Regions from separate parts of the Mus musculus genome. Here region 1 is linked to region 2. Evidence: chromatin contacts called from public Micro-C data. All regions are on one chromosome and are shown on one strand. Each heading gives the region's core, a stretch centred on a gene start, on an enhancer-like site or on the middle of the called end of the contact. The rest is flanking DNA. Distances are from core to core; before and after follow the strand shown.

Region 1 (5,705 bases), core at 354-2,853, 33 kb before region 2:
AGACACTCAACACTTCTGTCCTCCGAGCACCACCGGACTCCTGCCTAGAGACTGGAGTGTAGCTTAGGGAAGTGGGTTCAACCCGCAGTACCAGAGCCAACCTGAGACCAGCAGGTGCAGGAGTCCTGGAATCCAGGAGGCAGAGGCAGGAGAATCAGTACAAGCTCAAGGCCAGCCTGGTCTATGTTGAGAGTTTCAGGCTAGTTGGGACGAGATAGTAGGCTGTCTCAATCAAATGAGCCCCTCCTGGCTAACACTGTGGGGAAGTGTTTCCCTCTGCACTCGGAAATTACACCAGGGCTGGTGAGGTGACTCAGTGCATTAAGTGTTTGCTGCCCAAGACTGAGGTCAGCCCTGGAGCCCATGAAAGAAGAAGAAACTCTAACATACACTAACACACGCTAGGTGGGGATCGGGCACGCACGCACACACATCCACACATCACACACAATAATAAAAAATACATGTGTTAAAAACACGATGACACCCTCAGAACCCAGATGGTGAAAGCAGGGAACCAACTCTCCTTGAAAGCTGTTCTCTGACCTCCACACATACCCTGTGGCTTCCAATATCTACAAACACACATGTGCGCACACACAGACACATAGACAAAGAATAAACAAACTAGAATCTCTGGAAGTCTAGCTTAGTGGCAGTGTATTTGCCAGCACTTATAAAGTCCTGGGTTCAATTCCTAGGATCCTCCTACTCCCCTCAAAAATGGGAAGTGTGAGCTGGACCTGCTGGGGCAAGCCTAAGGCTGGAAGGCTGAGAGCTCCCAGTCTGTCTGAGTTACAGAGCAAGGAGGAGGCCAGCCTAGGCACCTCACTGAGACACTATCCCAAAATAAACCATTTAAACAGGGATGAGGACACGGCTCAATGATATGAGTGCCTACTTAGCAAAAGCCGCGTTCAGTCCCTGGTACTGAGAGATGGGTATCGAACAGCTACTACTGTGACTGCCTCCAACGGGTTTTCAGGAGAAAATGGGAGGGGAAAGCTTTCTGAAGTTACATCCCCAAGAGTAAAGAAAGAAAAGAGCTAAGACACCAGCTATCTGTTGCCAAGGAAACCAATTTCTGTACCCAGGGAGTGTCCTGAACACAGGCTGTATTTTTGAACAGAGAAACTGCTACAGAACCTGGCATTAGGGACAACAGAGAAACTTCCACAGATGGCATTGACTCTTGGAAAACACCCAACGTAATAATCAACCACTAAGCCTTCATCTTCAAGTCTAAAGTATAAAACCCAGCTGCTTCACAACACAGGGACCAATTCTAACGCCTGAAATGTTGTGAAATTTTGTAAGGAACTGGAACAAAACTTTGGCTGATTCTACAGCCAAAATATGTGGTGACTTAAAAATTTAGAGACAGGCAGTGTGCTGCTTGTGGCTCCCACCTGCCACTCTTTAGCGACCTAACAATCAGGGCCTGGTTCCAGAGAGAGGAATGAGAACTGAATTTCAGAGTCCAAATGTAAGGGCACCTGGAGAAACAGCTTCCGCCCTTGCCCTGCTCTGCCACTGCCTAGGTCCCTGCCTCTCCTGGAGTTGCACTCAGTGCCTTCACATACAGTCTGGATGACCCCAGCCAGGGCAGCTAAGACTTCAGCAAGGTTATTTTTATCCAGCCAATGAGGAAACACTCAGATGTTAACCAGCCTGCACAGATTCTAAGGAGCTTTATGTAAGGCCGGTGTGGTAGCACACGCCTGTAACTCTAGCACTTGAAAAGCTGACACAGGATTACAAGTTCCAGGCCAGTCTAGGCTACACAGTAAGATCTGGTTGAAAGGATAGGGGGCTGTGGGGCAGGGGACAGAAGAGGTTAAGACTGTGGCACAATTAGCAGAGTGCTTACCTAACACTTGTGAAGCCCTGGGTTCAATTCCCCAGCATGGTATAAACTGGCTATAGTGGCACATGCCTGTGGTCCCACCACTTGGGAGGCAAAGACAGAAAAATTAGAAGTTGAAGGTTGTCAGGCATGGTAGCACCCACCTTTGGTCCAAATACCTGGGAGGTAGAGGCAGGTGGATTTCTATGAAGTCCACATCAGCCTGGTCTATCTACAAAATTAGTTTCAATCCAGCCAGGGGTACATAGTGAGTTCCCTCCTCTCCCCCACCCTACACAGAGTTCTAGGCCACTCTCATCTGGGCTCTAATGCAGCTTTGGATACATGAATCCTCACCTGAAAAATGAAAACAAAAGAAGCTTTATATAAATAGCAAAACTTAGTTCTCTAGCCCTAGACAGCATACCACACAGACAGGAAAGGTGGGATCAGCGTTTACTGAAATCACACAAGGTGGCCCGGTTTCTAGCATTTCACCCAGCAGAAGTTGGTACAGGAATTTTGCAATATTCATTAAGCAATAAGTACATACTGGGCATTATTCTGGGATGTTCATGTATTATTAGCTAATTTAATCCTTCCAGTCTACCTTAGGTACTCTTAGTCACCAGAGCTCACTGATGCATAAGTTAGGTGCAGAGAGGCTAATAACCTTGCCTAAGGTCCCAATGTGAGTTACTGAGCAGCTAGTAATGAGATCCAGTTGGCCTTCAGGGACAACACCTCTGATCAGCAACCATCCTAAGATGCCAAATCAGGGCATGAAAATTGTATATATTTCATGCATCAGATGGCTGACAAGTATTAATTGTTTTGTTTGAGGCAGAGTCTCACTAGGTAGCCTAGGTAGGCCTCAAACTTGTGATCTTTGTACTTCGACGTCTTGAGTGCTAGGATTACAGACGTGTGCCATGGTGTCTGTGGCTGGCTCTGCAGTAAGTGTGCGCCTAACCTGTGCTCAGTCCCCAGCAGCCACAGCAGGCATCTCACAGCCATCTGTGACTTCTGCTCCCTCTTTCTGGCCTCTGCAAGCATAGAAATACACACACACACACACACACACACACACACACACACACACACACACAAAACACACACCAATAAAAATAAAAATCTAAGAAAGAAAACACTTGGGACACTAGGGACATAGCTCAGCCAGCAGTGGCTGAGCACACGCAAAAGGGCTGGGTTTGATCTCTAGCATGGCATAAACAAAAGAGAGGCAGAGAGATGCATACCCAGGGGTGGGGGTGGGGGACAGATGGGCTTGTATAGTAATAAAGATATCTGAGGAGCTGGAGAGCTAGCAGTTAAGAGCACATACTACTCTTGCAGAAGACTCAAATTTGGCCCCTGGAACCTACATTGGGCAGCTCACAACTGCCTGTAACCCTAGCTCCAGAGACACCACTGGCTTCCATCAGCACCTGCACTCAGGTGTACATACCCACCCTCACATAATTAAAAGTGAAATGATGAAACAAGGTATCTGAGAGACCCATTTTACTGAACACCAAGTGGCTCAACCTACAAGATACGAAGTCCTGTGTAAGATGTCTGCACAAATCCAACCTGGTCCAGGAAGGCCACTCTGGCCATTCAGGGCAGCAGTCGAAGGCCTAAGACTTTCAGTTCAGATTCAAAGCAAACCTGAGCCAGTGGAGGCAGCATCTGGATACCACACTCACTCCCCAGGTCTGCAGCACCCAGGCCTTGGCAGGGCTGCAGAGCCGGTGGTCTGATAGGAAGCCACGGTACCTCAGAAGAGCCTGCCAAACCCTGGCCATATGAATTCTGCGTCTAGCTGCTGAGGCTGTCTTTGGAGTTCATCCCACGGGGACGTCTGAAGTATTTCTCATCTGCCCCATTTGCTCTGCACAGCTGAGGGAGGAGGGTGGACTGAGCTCAGAGTAAACTGCCCTCGGAGAAGACGACAGATGCCTGATAACTTGGAGGCCAGCCCATAAATTCCAGAACTCTTTTGAAATTTCTGATTATGTGGCCAAAATCTGGGAAATGTTTGGGTCTCCTTGCCTCTGAGAAAACATTCTTTTTCAGGAATCCGCTCAAGCCAGCGTGAAGGGCCATTATCAGTGGCACAGACTGAAAGTCAGGGTTTAGGGCTGTCCTAGCTGAATAGGCACCCCCAAATGATCCGGCTTTAAGGAAATATTTGCTGAGTGAATGAATCTGTATTCTCATTGACTTGAGTATCAACCAACACTGGACCTTTAACAACATGAAGAGAAGATATTAACAAAAACATCATTAAACAGTGAGGGAGTATGAGAAAGACTATTTGTAAAACAGCACAGATCTCTACTATTCAAAGAATTCCTCCCAAGTTAATTAGAAAGAAACCAAAAAGAAAGCTGGAAAAAGTTATAAACAGAAAGTATCTAAAAGAATTCCAAAAGGCCAATAAAAATATTTTTTAAAAAATTTCAACTCCACCAATAAAAAAAAGGGGGGGGGGCTGGTGAGATGGCTCAGTGGGTAAGAGCACCCGACTGCTCTTTCAAAGGTCCGGAGTTCAAATCCCAGCAACCACATGGTGGCTCACAACCATCCGTAATGAGATCTGACTCCCTCTTCTGGCGTGTCTGAAGACAGCTACAGTGTACTTACATATGATAAATAAATAAATCTTAAAAAAAAAAAGAAAAGAAAATGACATACTCAAGATCTCCCATAAGCCTTCATGCAATCCGAGAGAAAGTCAACTGCCCACAGTTTGTATGTAAGGGAACTGAAGCTGTGGAGGCTTAAACTCAGCAGTTGCGACAGGGCTGAGACTGGACACATGTAGTTGTTGACGATCTAAAGCTTACACTCCTGCAGCCCTGCCACCCCATCTGAACACCCACCTGTTGGCTCAGACAACCTTGGGTAGGTTGTTAACCTCAGCTTTCTACCTATAAAGTGGGAATCGCAAGAGCAGCCCCATATAAGGTCACCACGAGACTGTACATACATATAAGATGTATTATAATACACATAAAATGTGTTAACACACAGGTAAAGAAACCTTTCAACTTTCCATTCTTCCCAGCAGTCAGTAACTATGAACTGCTTGCTACTCATGAGATGAGACTATGCTAGACTGTGGCACTTTTGCCTTCTGGAGTTTGTGTCCTGATAAAAGATAAATGGCAGACAAGAAACCGATCAGGTAGCCAGGCAGTAGTAGTGCACGCCTTTAATCCCAGCACTCAGGAAGCAGAGGCAGGCAGATTTCTGAGTTCCAGGCCAGCCTGGTCTACAAAGTGAGTTCCAGGACAGCCAGGGCTACACAGAGAAACCCTGTCTTGAGAAAAGAAAAGAAAAGAAAAGAAGAGAAGAGAAGAGAAGAGAAGAGAAGAGAAGAGAAGAGAAGAGAAGAGAAGAGAAGAGAAGAGAAGAGAAGAGAAAAAGGAAAGGAAGGAAGAACCCGATCAGGTATGGGAGAGTGGCAGGCTGAGGAGATAAGCGACCTGCAATGACTGAGGTGGAATTGTAACTTCAAGATGGCAGCCCACTGATGGGAATGAAGAACTGAGGAAAGTGAGGTGAGCTTTTGGAAGGCTGGAGGAATGGCCCCTTCAGAGAACTAGAGGAGGCTGGAGGGACAGAGAATCTAAGTGTGGCCAAGTGTTCGTGGTGAGGAAGGATGTCAGGCTGAGGCAGTGAGCGGGGAGGAGCAGAGGTGACGGGAGATATGGGGCACTGGGGTGCTTCATTTGCCTTTGGCTACACACTGAACACCACGAAGCCACTGCAAGGCTGAAAGCGGAGCATCCCTGCCATGTTCATTCAGAGGCTGTTCTGAAAATACGATGAAAGAGACAGGACTCTCCTG
Region 2 (5,590 bases), core at 1,354-3,853:
CAAACACAATGGGACCCATTGGTCAAGGAGAAAACACAGGCTGAACTAACATGCAAATGACTCCCTGGCCCAGGTACAGGGCAAAATGGCATAAGTTTGTAGTAATTTGTAGTAATTAGCAGAAATAGCAACTGGATTAGCCTATAAGCCACAGTTGATCAGGTTCATTAAATTCAACATATCACATAGAGACCCCAAGTTCAGTGCATCAGAATAGCATTTCTCATACTACATGAAATTTGACTTGGATTTATGAATTTGTAACCTTGAGTTATTGCACACATAAATGTTTTGGTCTATGAGTGTATAGACGCTCTACCTAGTGAACTATATACACAAGATTATGTGCAAACACACATGAGTAAAATCAAAACTATATGAACACTAAGGATCTAGGAGGACCTGTTTTTAAAAATCTGACCCAGATCTGATGGTGCATGTCTGTGATCCCAGCATTAATGAACTAAGGAAAAGGGATGTCGAGCTAGAAGCCAGCCGAGCTACAGAGCACAAAAATAATCTGGGGGCTGGAGAGATGGCTCAGAGGGTAGGAGCACTGACTGTTCTTCCAGAGGTCCTGAGTTCAAATCCCAGCAACCACATGGCTCACAACCATCTGTGATAGAGATCTGACACCCTCTTCTGGTATGTCTCTTCTAAAGACAGCCACAGTGTACTTACATATAATAATAAATAAATCTTTAAAAAAACATTTAAAAATAATCTGTATATCACTCATGACCTCAGCACAAAGGATGATTTAAAGGGGGCCTCAAAATCGCATGAGCGACTGGACCAACTCTAGCTATACAGACACATAGAGCACATGTATGTGTGCATAAAGTCTGCCTTGTAACATCAACACAGGCCTTACACTAATCCATGGCTTTTACCCACACCTCTTCAATACATCCGAAGCTTGTCAGGCTCAGTCTAATCAAGGTCACAAAATGTCAAGGCCTTAGATGCCAACCTGTAAGCAGTATAACTGCTCAGGGCATAAGGACATTTTTTTCCTTGAAATTTTCAGCCTTCTATACAGAAGGCTGTATCTATCTGTATCCTGTATCTATCTCTTATCTCTCATATATTCCTTTTTTTCTTCTTCTTCCTTCAGTGCATGGAGAATGGAAGTTCAGAAAGCAGTCCACTTTGCCCTTACTGATGAGTGGTCTCGGTGTAGGGGGCTGTAACAGTGAGCCGTGTAAAGTGTATTATAGCAAGAAAGAGTTCACACTCCACTTGAGGGAAGTAACACTCAAGATTGTTTCCAAGTCTCTTAATTTTAAAGTAAGTCCGTTTAGTTTATGCTATACATTTATGTTAGTTTAGTTTATGTTAAATTTATGTTAAAAGAAAAAACTCCCAATTTAAACCCTAGCAACAGATTTTAGTTTTCTTGTTTTTGTTTTTCAATCCCAAACACTATGGTGGCCAAAATAGAATACGCTTGCACCTTGGGAAGCAGGGAAACAACCAGCTTGCAATCTGCTCACACGTCTGCTTCCAGCTGTCCACCCCCAGCATCTTCCTAGCCTCCCCCATCTGACAATGTGCCTTCAAGGCCAGCACTCAGAATCCTCAAGGCTGCCCACTCACGTTGACCCTCTGCAGTCTACACAGACACTCCTGCCGTCTCCATCCCCTGCCGTCCGCTCCAGTTGTCTAGCCTCCCAGGTGTTTGTTCCGACTCGCTCTTACTCATTCCTCTGGGTCCCTCCGCAGTCACCATCTGCGCTAGGCACCCTGTCAGTTCTCACTAAATATCTGATGCTGAGCAAATGCACCGGACCACGGAAAGCACCTCCAAGAGGCGAAGGAGGGAAAGCCACGGAATCTCAACGTGGTACCAAGGCCCCCTGCCACTCAGGGGCCAGCCGTCGATTCGCTTGTGCGTGCACCAAGTCTTCCCCTCGGGGAGGATGTGCGACCCTCCGGCCCCCGAGGCCTTCTACGCCGACAGTCAAGGGCTCGCTGGCCGTGGGTGTCCACGGAGAAGCCGCACCGCCCGAACCAGGCGTGCCTCGGTCCGGCCTCTGAGCTGCAGCTGCGTGCGATTTCCTCTCGGGGTCATCCTCCCGCTTAGGCCGCCCGGCCCCGCTGCCCGCCTCCCCGGGCTCGGCCGTTTCCAGCTCAACGCACCGAGGCCCGTCCACCGAGATAGCAAGCCGCATTCGGTGTCGCCAGGCCGGCCAGAGCCGAGGCCGCGGCCGCCCCGGCCCCACTCCCCACCCGCGGCCCCCGCCCGGCTCCGCCGCCGCCGCCTCGGCCCGGCGACCTCTTCCCCGCCGCGCGGACCCGCCCGCACCGCTCGCGCCGGCCCCGGAGCTCACCCGGGACAGGGTGAGGTCGGTCATGAGCTGCTCGAAGGCCCGCGTCTCCTCGGCCTGCCGCTGCGTGTGCAGGGCGATCTTCTCACTGAACTTCCGCGGGTTGGCGCTGCCCGAACCGGGCGAGGCGGCCATGGCGCGCGCCCGGCGCTAGCGGGCTAGGCACACGGCAGGCGCGGGGTTCCGCTGCTCGGCCCACCCGGTCTGTCCGCAGGCCGCCCAAGCCGCCGCCCGAAACCTGTCCTCCGGCGCGACCCGGCAGAGGAGCCGCCGCGGCCCCAGAGCCAGCGAGCGGCCGGGAGCGCGCCGAGGTCCGCCCCCGCGCGGCGGCTCCGCCCTCGGCGCGGCCCGCCCGGCCTCCGGGCCCCGAAGCCCGGCCTCCCAGCCGGGGAGCTCGACCTCCGGCGAGCCGACCGAGGGCTGAGCCCACGGTCCCCAGCCTGCTTCGGGACTTCTCACACCTATATCACGTCTGTAAAGTTAAGCTGCACCAATGTGTGAGAGCCGCTGGGTACCACTGCCCAGTGTGGATGTGTACATATGTATATGTGCATGCAGGCACCCACGGAGATCACACTAATCTAGGAACCAAACACGGGTCTTTGCCTCTGTAAGAGCTGTTTGTACTCTTAACTGAGCCATCTCTCCCATCCGTTCAACTTCGCTGGTAAAACAGCAAGTGGCCTCGTCAGGCTTCCCCCTTTTTAGCCCAGAAGCTGCTTCCAACATAATTGTACACCAAGATGTCCTGGAGAGTGTTGAGCATGACTGTGTTCTGTGAATTAGGACGTATTAGCGACATGAGGAGAAATACGGAAAATAACAACAACGCCCACGCACCTCATGATTAAACCATCAAAACATTTTTGCAGAGCCTGGGGACGGTGTTCAGCTGTAGAGCGCTTGTGTGACAAGCCCTAGGCCTTGGGTTTGATTCCAACACTGCAAATAAAATTTAAAAGGCATTTTGGGGCCAGCTAAATGACTCATGTGGAAGGAGATAACTGACTCCTGAGACTTGTCCTTTGGCCTCCACACTCAGGCTGTAGCAAGCACATACCTAGACACACATACACAATAAGACTTTTTAAAAATCGTTTTGCTTCATATGCTTGGAGTTTATTTAAAAAAAAAAAAAAAAGAACCCCACCTCATTCTTTGTCTCCATAAAAAGTAACTATGTTGGTAGTGATGTCTAACACTACTGTTCATTTTTTCAAAATTAACATATACTTATTATTCTGTTCTTCCTTTTATTGTGTATGATTTATTAATCCAGTTACTCTATGTGGGATAGGAAGTTTTATGTTTAAAATTTATACAAAAATGAGGCTGGGCATTATGGCAAGTGCCTGTAATCCTAGCAGTCAGGAGTTAGAGGCAGCAGGATCAGTAGTTCAAGGTCCTCCTTGGCTACATAATGAGAAGAAAGCCAGTCCAGACTGTATGATGACCTTGTCTCAAAAACAAAACCAAAAAGAATTTATAGACATGATGTGCAACTTTTGTATTTCCTGCAACTGTTTTTATATGTGTTGGTTTTTTACATTCATTCATTATTCATTTTGTGTGTGTGTGTGTGTGTGTGTGTGTGTACTCACATCCGCCAATAACTCAGGTTGGTGGCAGGCACATTTACCGACTTAGGGAGCTCACTAGTCCCTAGATTGTTTTGTTATAATTAGGCTTATGTGTCTGTTGTATTGTCCTACCCACCATGCTTTTTTTTCTTATTTTATATTTCTTGATTTTTATATGTATGTGTGTATGCTTGCATGCAATTATGTGCAGCATCTATGTATAGGGATCCTTGGTAGCCAGAAGGTGGCCTTAGTCCCCTGGAGCTGGAGTTACAGACGGTTGCTTGTGAGCTACCATCTGTACCATGTGGGTGCCGGGAACTGAACCTTGACCCTTTGCAAGAGCAGTAGGCACTCCTAACCACTGAGCCATCCCTCCAGTCCATCCATGCTTTTTCTTTACGTGTTGCCTTCTGCTTTTATGCCATACTGAGTTCATTTTCACACAGATGAGCCAGGCTGGACATGGTGTCATACATCTGAGATCTCACTACCTGGAGGGTGGAGGCAGGAAGACTGCAAGTTAAGGGTCATTCTGGGCCACTCTGTCTCAAAAAAAAAAAAAAAAAAAAAAAGCAAATGTGTTACTCTTTCAGAGAACCTGAGGTTGGTACCCAACACCCAAATTGGGCATTCACAGCCACCTGTCACTCTCTCTCCAGGGACTATGATAACTTTGCTTCCACAGGCACCTGCACCCAAGTATGCATGCCACACAGAGGCACATAGACACATGATTAAATGCAATCAAAATAAATCTTTAAAAAAAGAAGAAAACAAAAGAAAAATCTGGGCATGGTGGCACACACCATTTAATAACAGTACTTAGGAAGCAAAGGCTGCCGTTGGGTCTCTGTGAGTTGGAGGCCAGCCTGGTCTACAGAGTGAGTCAGCCCTCCTTCCCCACCACCTTAACAAACAAACAAACAAAACCAAATAAAGTAGGACTTTCTGGCTAGTTCGGGTAATAAAGGGGTTGCTGAGATGCCTGTTTGGAGGGCTGAGAGCAGACGCTGATGGAGCGCCAGGCTGCAGACAAGAGGCAGCAAAGGAACCATTCCCTCTCTTGAGATTGGAAGCCAGCTGGGAAAGCTGTCACTACACTGAGCTCCAAGCAGAGGCTCAGAAAACACACAGGAGGAGACTGTTCCCCACCCACAGTTTCATTTCCAAGGCTTCAATTATACTCCATCAACCGTAGTCTAAAAATATTAAGTGGGACATTTCCAAAAAATTCATAATTCATGAGTTTTTACATTGCTTGCCAATCTGAGCAGCATGATGAAACATTGTGTCGTCTCACAATGGGTGGGAGGGATCCACTAACCAAGCATACCGTGCCCTACAGACCGCCTGCCTGTGTGGTCACTTAGTAAGGTCTCTGGTAGTAGATCAACTATCAAAATAATGTACTTTCTTCACCTTTATTTCACCTAATTAAAAAAAAAAAAAGCCTCAACCAGGGACCAGCAAGGTGGCTCAGTGAGTAAAGGCACTGCCACCAGGCCTAACATCCTGAGTCTGATCCCCAGGATCCACATGCAAGAAGGACAGACCCGTTGGGCAGTGGTGGTGGCGCATGCCTTTAATCACAGCACTTGAGAGGTAGAGGCAGGCAGATTTCTGAGTTCAAGGCCAGCCTGGTTTACAGAGAGAGTTCCAGGACAGCCAGGGCTTCAC

Evidence for each region. A called contact is a pair of places that touch in the nucleus more often than the background predicts.
Region 1: a Micro-C map of muscle stem cells shows a contact between it and region 2, with 3 times the contacts expected there. The contact joins the enhancer-like site here to the promoter of Crtc3 in region 2. A contact is called at or near these places in 12 of 39 promoter capture datasets (the 3T3-L1 cell line, the C10 cell line, cranial neural crest and 6 more), 3 of 15 datasets of contacts at CTCF or cohesin (CD8 T cells, the G1E-ER4 cell line and pro-B cells), 32 of 484 Hi-C or Micro-C datasets (B cells, CD4 T cells, CD8 T cells and 20 more), 15 of 115 datasets of contacts at active chromatin or transcription factors (the 230-238 cell line, CD8 T cells, the HPC-7 cell line and 10 more) and 2 of 9 other capture datasets (adipose tissue and pancreatic islet).

The regions. Positions count from the first base shown.
Region 1 is chr7:80,654,283-80,659,987 of GRCm38.p6, forward strand. All of the region lies in intron 2 of Crtc3 (CREB regulated transcription coactivator 3), which reads right to left. It overlaps Gm51450 (a long non-coding RNA gene), which reads left to right. Exons shown (of 3, transcript XR_003946653.1): 3 at 1-5,705. Among named protein-coding and RNA genes, the nearest start is that of Gm51450, 9.3 kb to the left of the region's middle. Within about 2 kb of position 1,604, at least 80 of the 459 cell types and tissues checked have an H3K27ac peak or open chromatin away from gene starts, as enhancers often do. A contact at or near this core is called in adipose tissue, bone marrow-derived macrophages, forebrain and 7 more, where this site is marked.
Region 2 is chr7:80,686,274-80,691,863 of GRCm38.p6, forward strand. Crtc3 (CREB regulated transcription coactivator 3) reads right to left here and starts at 2,604. Exons shown (of 15, transcript NM_173863.2): 1 at 2,334-2,604. The coding sequence starts at 2,465.